2 separate regions of the Mus musculus genome follow, and region 2 is linked to region 1. Evidence: chromatin contacts called from public HiChIP or PLAC-seq data. All regions are on one chromosome and are shown on one strand. The core of a region is the stretch at or near the end of the contact, and the rest is flanking DNA. Distances in the headings are between cores, read along the strand shown.

Region 1 (5,416 bases), core at 837-3,336:
AAGGCATTTGGACTGTCCCACCTCTGCTTCGGGATCTACATGTTAAAAGAAATGACTTCCGAACAGGACTCTGCTAAGTGCTTAAAAATACATAAGCCTAGAATGATTGTGCACACCTGTAATCCCAGGGCTAATAAGGCTGGAGCAGGAGGATTACTGAGAGTTCAACATACGCTTGGGCTATCCTAACTTAGAGGCCAGTCTATACCATATAGCATGACTCCACCCCAAAAAGAAAAAGGGGAAGAAAGGCCTGAGTAAACTTCTGAAAGGAAGAATGTGTTTAGCCATTCAAGATGGAACGTTCTTCAGTGTATATCAGGATAAGGGTTTGGTTAAGATAACCTCAGTCCAACCTTGATCAAGTTAGTCACCTTTACTGTGACTAAAGTCATAGAGAGAACCTTATAAAATTCTTGCCACTTAATAGGGGTAGTAAATTTTCACTACCTTCAAATCTCTTATATAGATAGATTGAACAGAAATTATTGAAAAAAAAAATAATTCAATTTTGCTGTTCACTTCTCTAGGTATCTTTCACAGCTAGCTAGCTAGCTACCTGACCGCAACTGCTACTTTCGTTTCTCCCTGTTACCATATCCTCTAAGTGCAACACAAGAAGTCACAGACAGGCACCTCCAGTCACCCAAATAAAGCAAAGGGGAGCATTAAGATGTGATAAGATCACCCACGGAGCAGCTATGTTAGTATGAGCCATTATATAGTCTGTGGTCCTGAATGAGTTTCAGACATCATTTCTACCTTCGTAAGAGAATCCCTTTCAATTAGGAAACTATCACTTTTATTTCTGAAACTGGTGCAAGGTTGTTTGTCTCCAGCTGGGGCGCTCCTTTCATTACTTACACAGACGGTTTTAAGTGGTTATACAGATCTTAAGAGATTCAAGTTTGTCCCGCAACATGAAATGCAATACCCAATGACTTCTACAACACAGTTTAGAACATTTTTGGACTCCTGGTTCTTTTTTTAACACAATGAAACCCCACTACTTACTGAACAAGTCCAACTGGCTAACAGTGAACCATGCTTCTATTTTTCACGACAAAGGAGTTTTGCATCTAATTTGATTCCTGCAGTTTAACTTCTCAGATGGGGTCAAAACTGGAGTAAGCCACCGATTTTGTTTTTCTGATTTATATCCGTGGAAAGGAATAAAAAAAAGAAGAAGAGACACTGTCATTTGCCTCTGAAAGTACCACATCGCTCTGGCTGCATTTTAAAATGCTAATCCTTTTTACTTCTCTTTCCTGTCTTTCCAATCTAAAGCTAAAAATCAGTTCACTTTATCAAATTATCAAATGAAAGGTTCTAGAAATAGCTTCCTATTTGTGGAAAGAGACAGAAGGCACATAAAAAATGGAAGATATCACTTGAATCGTCCTCCCCCAAAGCACCCCGGATGAGACAAATCCCAGTAAAACCTTCGACGCCTTAGGTAAAATTTAAGGCACTTCCTAGTGGGGCAGGTGTGAACTCTAAAAGAAAACAGCCAGGAACAGCAAAGTTCAAGCATTCCTCCCCTGGGGCCCCGAGCTGCACACGCTCCCGGCAGCAGCACGAGCGAGTCTCCCCAGGTCCAGCCCTTCAGTCCACACACCTGCTCCAGGGTCCAGCCGTCGGCTCGGCCGCAGCGGCGTCTGCACCAGACACCAGGTCCCCGAGCCCCGCCCGCCAGCTGGGTGGGAGGAGCCCGCGGCCAGCCGCAACGCGAATTCCCCTGCCGCGGCGCCGCGATGCTCTTCACGCAGGGAGGTCACCCGCCGCCCGCGGCTAAGCGGCTAAGCAGAGCCGGGAGGCGCCTCGGCGACAGGGAGCTGCGGACAGCCCAGCCCCCTCCTCCGCGGGTGCGGCGGGCTCGGTGCCCTGAGATCCCCGCCCCGCCCGCACCTGCACCCGGGTCCGCAGCGCCGACCCCGCGGTCGCAGCCCTCAGGCAGCTCGGGCCTCCCCGGCCTTCAGCGTCACAGTAATAATGAAGTTTCCCCCGCACTCCCGCGGGCGCAGAATGAGCTGGGAGACCGACTTCCCGCCTGGCCAATGGTGGCGGCGGCAGCGGGGCGGGGCGCGGCGGGTGCGGAGAAGGCGGGGCGACGTCGGGGCGGGAGGGGCCGGGGAGGTGACCGGGAGGGGGCGGGGAGGTAGCGGGACTCCCGGCGGGGAAAGAAACCTGGAGGGGGCGGGACCTAGGGCGAGGGAGGTGACAGGGAGGCGGTGGGATCGGCGGCTGGGAGGTGACTGGAGGTTGAGGGACCCACAACCAGGTGTGGTAGACAGATGGCAAGACCCTGGACCCAAAATGGGAGAATGCAGGAGTAACCTTTGCTGGAATAAAATTGCTTTTCGCCAGCGAGGATGCAAAGGAGCGATGCCCAATGGTGTGGGGGTTTTGGTCGATTGGGTTTGTTGCTTGCTTGCTTGGTTGCTTGGTTGGTTCCTTTTGGTTCTGAATTCAGGTTCTTATTATTCATGCAGAGGTGAGAGGGGGAACTGGGACTGGCATGGTGAGCTGTAAGGTGGCTGCCAGAGCAGAGGGTAGTTCCAAATCCCTGTCACTCAGGGGCCAAGAACTGCGGGCCCGCAGTGGTGCAGAGTCAGGCTTGACTAGAGAGGAGAGCACACTGAAGAAAACAGAAAGTGTGAGAATCACCAATTCTAAAACCATAAAGCCCCACCTTTGGTCTAAAACTCCCGTGGGGGACGGGGGTCTGGGGGTGGGGAAGAGTGGATAGAAGTTTCAGCTCCACTTTCCCAGGCCTGTAAGAGGATATTCAAGCTTTCTTCTTCTCCCAAGGCCAAAAATGCTCTCAGCTACGGCTCCTCTCATCTTCAAATAATCTTCAAGAAAACTATATGGTAACAGTAAACTGATGTATCTGCCTGCCTTGAATTTGAAACGCTGAACATGGGGGCTTTAACCCAAAAGAATGTACAAAATTCTCCAAAAACTAGTTTAAGGTGAAGGCATGAGCCCATATCAGCATATACAATCCTGAGAATATGTACAAACAAGCACCTCTTAAAGGGACTCCTCAGTACATCCTGACTTATCCATATGTAACAATAACAAAAGAGACCATTCATTTGAAGGGGAGCACATGAGAGATGCTTAAGGAGTGGTAGTGCTATATTTTTATTTTAATTAAATTTTAAAAGGAAAATGACTCTAAGTAGAAGAAATTTCATAATCTGACATATCCAGAATAATTCAGATCTCATCAGGTCTTCAGGCTTTGAAAACCTAACATATTAACCAATAGAAAAGAAATCTCAAGGACTGATAGATTCTGAGGATAGGGCAGGAGACTGGTATATCCTGAGAAATACAACAGTGCCCTGATATGTCCTCAGGGTAAGGCAGTGCCCTGATGTATCCCAAGGAATAAGACAGTGCCCTGATGTATCTTGAGGCTTATGGCAGTGCCTCAATGTATCATAAGGATATGGCACTGTCCTGGTGTATCCTGAGGAATAAGGCAGTGCCCTGATGAATATTCTGAGGATATGGCAGTGCCCTGATGAATATCCTGAGGATGTGGCAGTGCCCCAATGTATCCTGAGGAATAAGGAAGTGCCCTGATGTATACTGAGGATATGGCAGTGCCCTGATGTATCCTGAGGATATGGCAGTGCCCTGATGTACATCCTGAGGATATGGCAGAGATGTTGGCATCATGGGGATCTTCAGTGATAACTGAAACACCTCTGAAACCAAGAAGATGAGGAAGTAGAATCTCTGTTTTGGGGTAACTAAGACAAGGTTTCGTAAACTTTCTCCACTTGTAGTCTCTCTTTGCCTCCCAAATTTTTACATATAAACATATAAAATAGGCATTGAAATCATAAGCAATTTTAACTTTAAAATGATTCTTTGTTATCATACAGTTTCACCATTTATTAAAGAGGACAGAAAATTAACATACTAGTTAGATTGATTGCTCATTTATTTTACATGAGGAATTAAATCTTGTTCAAATACCTGTCACTCCAGGACAGATAACAACATCAATGTTTTTCAGAATTAGACACTTTGATTCTATAAGCATCAATGCTGAGAAAGCCATTTGACTTTGTACTTCAGCCATTTTGTGCATATATATATATATATATATATATATATATATTATATATATATATACATATATATATATACACACACACATATATATATGAATGATATATAATGACTGAAGTATGTTTAAGGTCATTTTTTAAATGATGAGAAATTGTTCTGAGCTCAGATCAAAATTTATTGGATGATTTTTTTTTTAACTGAAACTCAAGTCAGAAATTCAATTTCTTAAATTAAACATTCTACCACAATCCAACCCGAGACTCACTAATTTAATATAAACTCGTTCAGGAATGTCAATAAGTGGATATCAAGTCTTTCTTCTCTGTAATTAAACCATTATTTTCCTATAAGAGCAGAAAACTGGATGTGCAGGAAAAAAATTGTAGTTCAATACACAAAAGTCCCAAACCTGAGCTGAGCTATTCAAGGCAGTGTTGGTGGATGATGCATTAGGCACAACAGTATGCTCAGTGGTTTAACAATTTCTGTAATGCAAAGCATGCTACTGTGTGTTCAAAACCAAAACTTCAATGAAATATAAAACTGCAATTAGGGGCAGGGAGTGCTTTTGACTTAATATTTGGTCACGGCATATTCAAGAATTAACACATTTTTTGTGACCCTTACATTCAGTGATGTGATTCCACATGGGGTTGTGACTCATGGTTTAAAAGGCCATGTTCTTTAAAAAATAAATAAAAAGCCACAAACCTTTGAAATATGAATCACAAAGGCTGTTTTTAGAAACACTAGAAGCAAGAGTCATCACTCATTCTCCAGATGTGTAGCAGTGTTGGGAAAGCTCAATATATTACAAAGATTTAAATGCAATTAGAAACATCACTAGCAAGAACTAGGTAGATGACCAAGGAGAACTTATGGTAAACAGCAGGATCCTTTTTCTTGTGTCAGATATAAAGCTCATAATCAGTCTCAATTTTGGGCTATGAATCTAGTTGGTTTTGTGTAAATTTTCCAATTGAAGAGAAAGGTTTGTTATCAAAGACTCAAGCCTAGAAGTGAGGTAGAAATGATGTCTAGATAACTAGAGTACTGTAAGCTTCCTTATAAAAGGGCCAAAAGCCTAGGAACTTTATCATAGGTGGAATAGTAAAGAGACTTTATTTTCACCTTTTTAAAAAAATACATTTATTTTAGCCAGGCAGTGGTAGCACTCACCTTTAATCCCAGTACTCTGGAGGTAGAGGCAGGCAGATCTCTGTGTTCAAGGCCCTCCTTGCTCTACAGAGTGAGTTCCAGGACAGCCAGGGCTATTCAGAGAGACTCTGACTTGAAAATCAACGACAAAAACAAAAACCAAAAT
Region 2 (5,416 bases), core at 1,747-4,246, 340 kb before region 1:
GTATTCTGTTGCAGCAATGGGAAGCTGACATTAAATAACAGTTTGTAAGCATATGCACGTCCTGAGGATTTTCAAAACTCCTATCTGGTTCTTAGGAACCACACACCTTTGCCATGTTCTTGAGATGTGTAAATGTTTGTCACCTTGACACACACTAGGGTCGTCTGGAAAGAGGGAACTTCAACTGATGTATGGCCTCCTTCCAGTTAGTCAGTGGGCAAACAAGTTCAGGTGGGCATTATTTTTTTATTAATGACTTGTGAGAGGACCCTGACTGCTATGAGTGCTGCCACTCCTGTGCAGGTGGTCCTGGATTGTATGAAAAAAAAATCAAGTCGAGTAAGCCATGGAGAACAAACCAGTAAGCATCATCCTTCCATGGCCTCTGCTTCAGCGCCTGCCTTCATGTTCTTGCCTCAAGATTCTGATCTGACTATACTCCACGGTATGCTGTAAGCTATAAGATAGAATAAAACCTTTCCTTCTCAAATTAGTTATGGTTTGGTCTGTGTTTTAATCACAAAAACAAAAAGCAAACTACAGCAAAATGCAACTCAGTCCAGTCCTAGACAGAACACAGCAGCTCAGCTAGGTCAGTTTCTCTATATCATACTCCTGGCCATGGTATCACACCTGCTCATGGTATCTTATCACAGCAATAAAGAACTACGAGCTCCTGATAACGTCCCGTTTTATGGGGACAGTAGCTCTGGCTGACTGTGGACCAACCTCTATGACCTCATTTAACTTTAAGCAACAAGAAAAACAACCAAAGACTCTTTAAAGGTCCCAGTGTCTCACATTCTGAAGTACAGGAGGTTACTGCTTAGTTGGTTGGGCTGGGGCATTTTTTGTTCAGTAACTATGACATAACTGGGAATATATCACAGGAGCTTTGTCCATGAAAAAATTCATACTCATATTTAATGATAATATTTCTTTGCTGGTTTGTTTTATGCATTTTCTTACATTTGTGTGCAAGAGGGCTAGTGTTCATTTATGTGAATGCAGGCATGTTCATATGACTCTCTGTGTGTAGAGACCATATGTGCACATACAATTCTGTGTGTATAGAGATCATCAACACCTTGGGTGTTGGTCGTTACCTTCTACCTTGCTTGAGACAGGTTTTGTGATCACCACTTGGCTTTATATTCCAAGCTATCTGCTCTAGTCAACTAAGAACTGTCCACATTCCAGAAGCAGGTTCTGCCCCACCTTCAACTACTCACAACCAACAGCACGTCTAATGCAACACATTTCCACTACCACCTCTGTTGCGTGTTTTTTCTATGTTCATGCTCCGTATTCCCTATAAAGCTGGCAACATCACAGCCTAGTCTTTCTGTTTTTCATCCCCTCTCAGAGGCAGGCTTTTGTGTAGCTGTCCCTCCTCCCCCCCTCAATAATTCTCCTCTGTGAGGTCTGTTATGTGGTGTGATTGTTGTGACATTCCTTGGCCCCAGTCACCAAGGTACACTTTCACCAGCAGAACCTGGCCTGCAAGGTTCAGGGCATTGTTTCCTTCCCTCTTGCCATAGGAGTACTGGGGTTAAAGACATTTCATCATTGTTCCCAGACTTTAATGCAGGTTCTGGAGATCCTAAATCATTTCCTCATATTTGTGTGGAGGGCATTTTACCCACCAAGCCATCCCCCCAGCTTTCCAGTGTCAGCACTTTGGGGAATATCATGAACTTCTTCACCAACAGAATAATCACAGAGCAAACACAGTGTGTGTGTGTGTGTGTGTGTGTGTGTGTGTGTGTGTGTGTGTGTGTGTGTGTGTGTATAGTATGACTATGCATGTGTGAGGGTTTGGTGCTACTCCTATGTGACTGATGGCCACATACCTCTCTGCAGAGGGAGGGGGACTGTAGGAGGCTGTAGCTGCGGCAGGAGTTAGGGTCCCAGGGGGCATGGCCAAACATCCATGCCAGCAGAGGTCACAGCCCATGGAATCACTGGGGTTTAAGGCCTATGACTGAACAGGCTATCTGTGCACTGCTCATTGTCCCACAGTTGACTGGTATAATTTCCTTAAAGACTCCCTTGCTTTATAAATCAGTTCTCATGATAACAGGTGATATGGCTTTCTTGATACTATATTTCACTTCAATATCATATTTCATTTTCTTAAGTGTTTCCATAAGCCCTTGAAATACAGCCTTGTAAAGATGATAGAAGAGTACAGAGTTTGCTGCTTGATTGTGCCCCAAGTTGCTCTCTCCCATGCTTTGCAGAATGTGATTCAGGAGTTTCAAGTGTTTCTTCACACATTTAAGCTAAATCAAAACTACTGTTGAGAAGAATCTAGGCACAGCCTGTGAGCACCCTGTGACTTTCCATTTTAAGGATCAACAACAATCCTTGGCATCTATCAGATTTATTTTCTTTTTCTTTTGAGACAGAATGTCTCTGTGTAGCCCAACTGGCTTCTAACTCTAGTTCCCTGCCTTCCTATGATGCACAGGGCTATAGGTATAGAGCATCATAGCCAGCCAGATTCCTTTTTTTCTTATTATAAATTAATGATAAGGGATTTGATTATTCTTAAAGTTTTGAGACCATAGTGCTTTTAATTAGCAAACCAGTACTCTCACATACCAGGTATTTATGTTTGTTGACTTCTGTAAAAACATTTGTTTTGTATGAAAGGCCTGTGTAACTGTAAGCCTCCTGCAGCCTAAATGAACCGGGTACTCCTGAAAGGCACGCTGGGGCTGAAAGAGACTAGACTGGGACAGAAATAAAGACGCCAAGACAAAAGTACTCTGTTCAAGGCACCTTAAAGTTTACTTAGAGTCTAAGCTTATATAGGGGGTATAGGGGGTAAACCCATCCCCCACCACCACCACCAAGTCCATCCAGGCACCTGGACCCAGCCTAACTTGGATTGTCTCAAAGGTGTCTCAGCAGGCAGCAGGATCTTGGAGAAGAGCAGCAACAGGTGGCAGAACAATAGAGCCATCTAAGTCGGAAGGATCCACCCCAGGTGGTCTCACTTCAATGGCAACAAGGTCTGCATCAGCCTGCTTCAGGCTCAGGGAGGATACAGGCCTGGTTTAGATAATTCATATTTTACAGAGACAAAATGATATTCTTCATCACTTTCTCATGACATGTCAAGGTCATCTCTGACTACAACAATTAGTATATACCTCAATTGAGGTTTCCAGTGTAATGTCTCAGCTTTTGCTAAGGTAGTGACATGTTACTTTCTATGCTTATCACCCAAGTATGTTTTGGAAATAGGCATGAGTTCTAAGCAATGCAAATAATGCAGGGAGGACTCATTTGATATAGGAATACCAGCAAAACCTTTTATTTGATTATTTCTTACTGAAAACGCTTCTGTAACTGTGAGAGAACAACTTGGTTCCAGTGTGTCAAGAGACTGAAGAAATGAGGCAACCCCAGGATTGATCAAGTGTAGATTACTGGGGGATTTACTATCAGAAGCATAGTCTGGGTAGTAGCAATCCCAATGGGAATATATTTGGTCAGGACAAAAGGCTCTCTACTTGGAACATACCTGTATTATCTTAAGCTAATATCACATTCCTGCTATCTGGGTCCTGTTGTAAAGCCCCACATGCCTCTAAAATGAGTATGTTTGTTTATAGTTTGTTTGGATACTACATAGAAAAGACCATCAGGGGTTATTCTGGAGACATCATCGTCATTGTTTCTAGAACCAGCCAGGCTCGTTCCATAGAGTAACAGGGATATAATTATTTCTGTCTTATAATTTCTGTCTGAATGTTGTTATTTGATGACTACAATGTGATCAGTCTGTCAATATGTTTAGTATCTACTAAATACATACAAAGATTAAACATCTCAAATTTAAGGTGTATACATTTAAGGATGTAGAATGCATAAAATACATATTTTATGCATATACTATATTCTACAATGATTTGAATGAATGGTAAGAACATATACAATCAGTGATAAACAAAAAGAAGAGGAAAGAGCCAGCCTAGACTCTGGTTCTTAGCAAATACCAGCAGATAGTGAGAGAGGAGAAAAATGTAATCAATATGGATGAAGAGGAAGGAATTCTAGATGAGGAAAGGACAGATGCAAATCCACAGAAAGGTCTAACAGAACAACCATAGATGTAGATTGGCAAACAAGAAAATTAAAAGGTAGGTTGAAGCCAGATGATATAAAGTCTTACTATCATATATCACATTTGGCTGTGATTATATAAATGACTAATTAATACTTTAAAGGAAGTCATATAAAAGAACGTGTTAGGAGGTGTTGTGTAAAATGTTTGACAAGAAGATGCTGGACGCAGAGAGAATATATAAAAACCCAGGAAGCATTCAAGTCATGGTCCTAAGGACCTGTATTATAAGCAATTAGCATTAGAATTATATCAGGTTATGTCAAAATCCATGGCATAAAATGTAGCATGTGACTGTTATTTATAATTAGTATCTGATTCAAAATTAGTCCCAAAAAGTTTGAAAGAGCTTGTTTCATCATTTTTTTTTAGATATTTTGTTCATTTACATTTCAAATGCTATCCTGAAAGTCTCCTATAAACTCTCCTGCCCTACTCCCCAACCCACCCACTTCTGCTTCCTGGCCTTGACATTCCACTGTACTGGGGCATATAATCTTCTCAAGACCAAGGGAATCTTCTCCCATTAATGGCCTACTAGGCCATCCTCTGCTACATATGCAAAAAGAGACACAAGCTATGGGGGGTACTGGTTAGTTCATATTGTTGTTCCTCCTATAGGGATGAAGACCTCTTCAGCTCCTTGGGTACTTTCTTTAACTCCTCCATTGGGAGCCCTGTGTTCCATCCAATAGATAACTGTGAGCATCCACTTCTGTATTTGCCAGGCACTGGCATAACCTCACAAGAGACAGCTATATCAGGGTCCTGTCAGCAAAATATTACTGGCATATGCAATAGTGTCTGAATTTGATGGTTGTTTATGCGATGGATCCCTGGATGGGACCGTATCTGCATGGTCCTTCATTCTGTCTCAGCTCCGAACTTTGTCTCTGTAGTTCCTTCGATGGGTATTCTGTTCCCCATTCTAAGAAGGACCAAAGTATCCACACTTTGGTCTTCCTTCTTCTTGAGTTTCATGTTTTGCAATTTGTATCTTGGGTATTCTAAGTTTCTGGGCTAATATCCACTTATCAGTGAGTGCATATCATGTGAGTTTTTTTGTGATTGGGTTACCTCACTCAGGATGATATCGTCCAGATCGATGTATTTGCCTAAGAATTTCATGAATTCATTGTTTTTAATAGCTGAGTAGTACTCCATTGTGTAAATGTACCACATTTTCTGTATCCATTCCTCGGTTGAGGGGCATCTGGGTTCTTTCCAGCTTCTGGCTATTATAAATAAGGCTGCTAAGAACATAGTGGAACATATGTC

What was found. HiChIP or PLAC-seq counts read pairs in DNA pulled down with a chosen protein or histone mark.
Region 2: an H3K27ac HiChIP or PLAC-seq map of epiblast stem cells shows a contact between it and region 1, with 6 times the contacts expected there. The contact joins the enhancer-like site here to the promoter of Herc3 in region 1. A contact is called at or near these places in 3 of 39 promoter capture datasets (embryonic stem cells, hippocampal neurons and macrophages), 1 of 15 datasets of contacts at CTCF or cohesin (large pre-B cells), 2 of 484 Hi-C or Micro-C datasets (cerebral cortex and embryonic stem cells), 13 of 115 datasets of contacts at active chromatin or transcription factors (bone marrow-derived macrophages, embryonic forebrain, embryonic limb bud and 10 more) and 4 of 9 other capture datasets (adipose tissue, embryonic stem cells, liver and 1 more).

Annotation. Positions count from the first base shown.
Region 1 is chr6:58,828,135-58,833,550 of GRCm38.p6, reverse strand. It overlaps Herc3 (hect domain and RLD 3), which reads right to left and starts at 2,086. Exons shown (of 26, transcript NM_001361966.1): 1 at 1,619-2,086; 2 at 1,015-1,149.
Region 2 is chr6:59,166,666-59,172,081 of GRCm38.p6, reverse strand. No RefSeq gene overlaps it. Among named protein-coding and RNA genes, the nearest start is that of Tigd2, 39 kb to the left of the region's middle. Within about 2 kb of position 2,996, at least 7 of the 459 cell types and tissues checked have an H3K27ac peak or open chromatin away from gene starts, as enhancers often do. A contact at or near this core is called in epiblast stem cells, where this site is marked.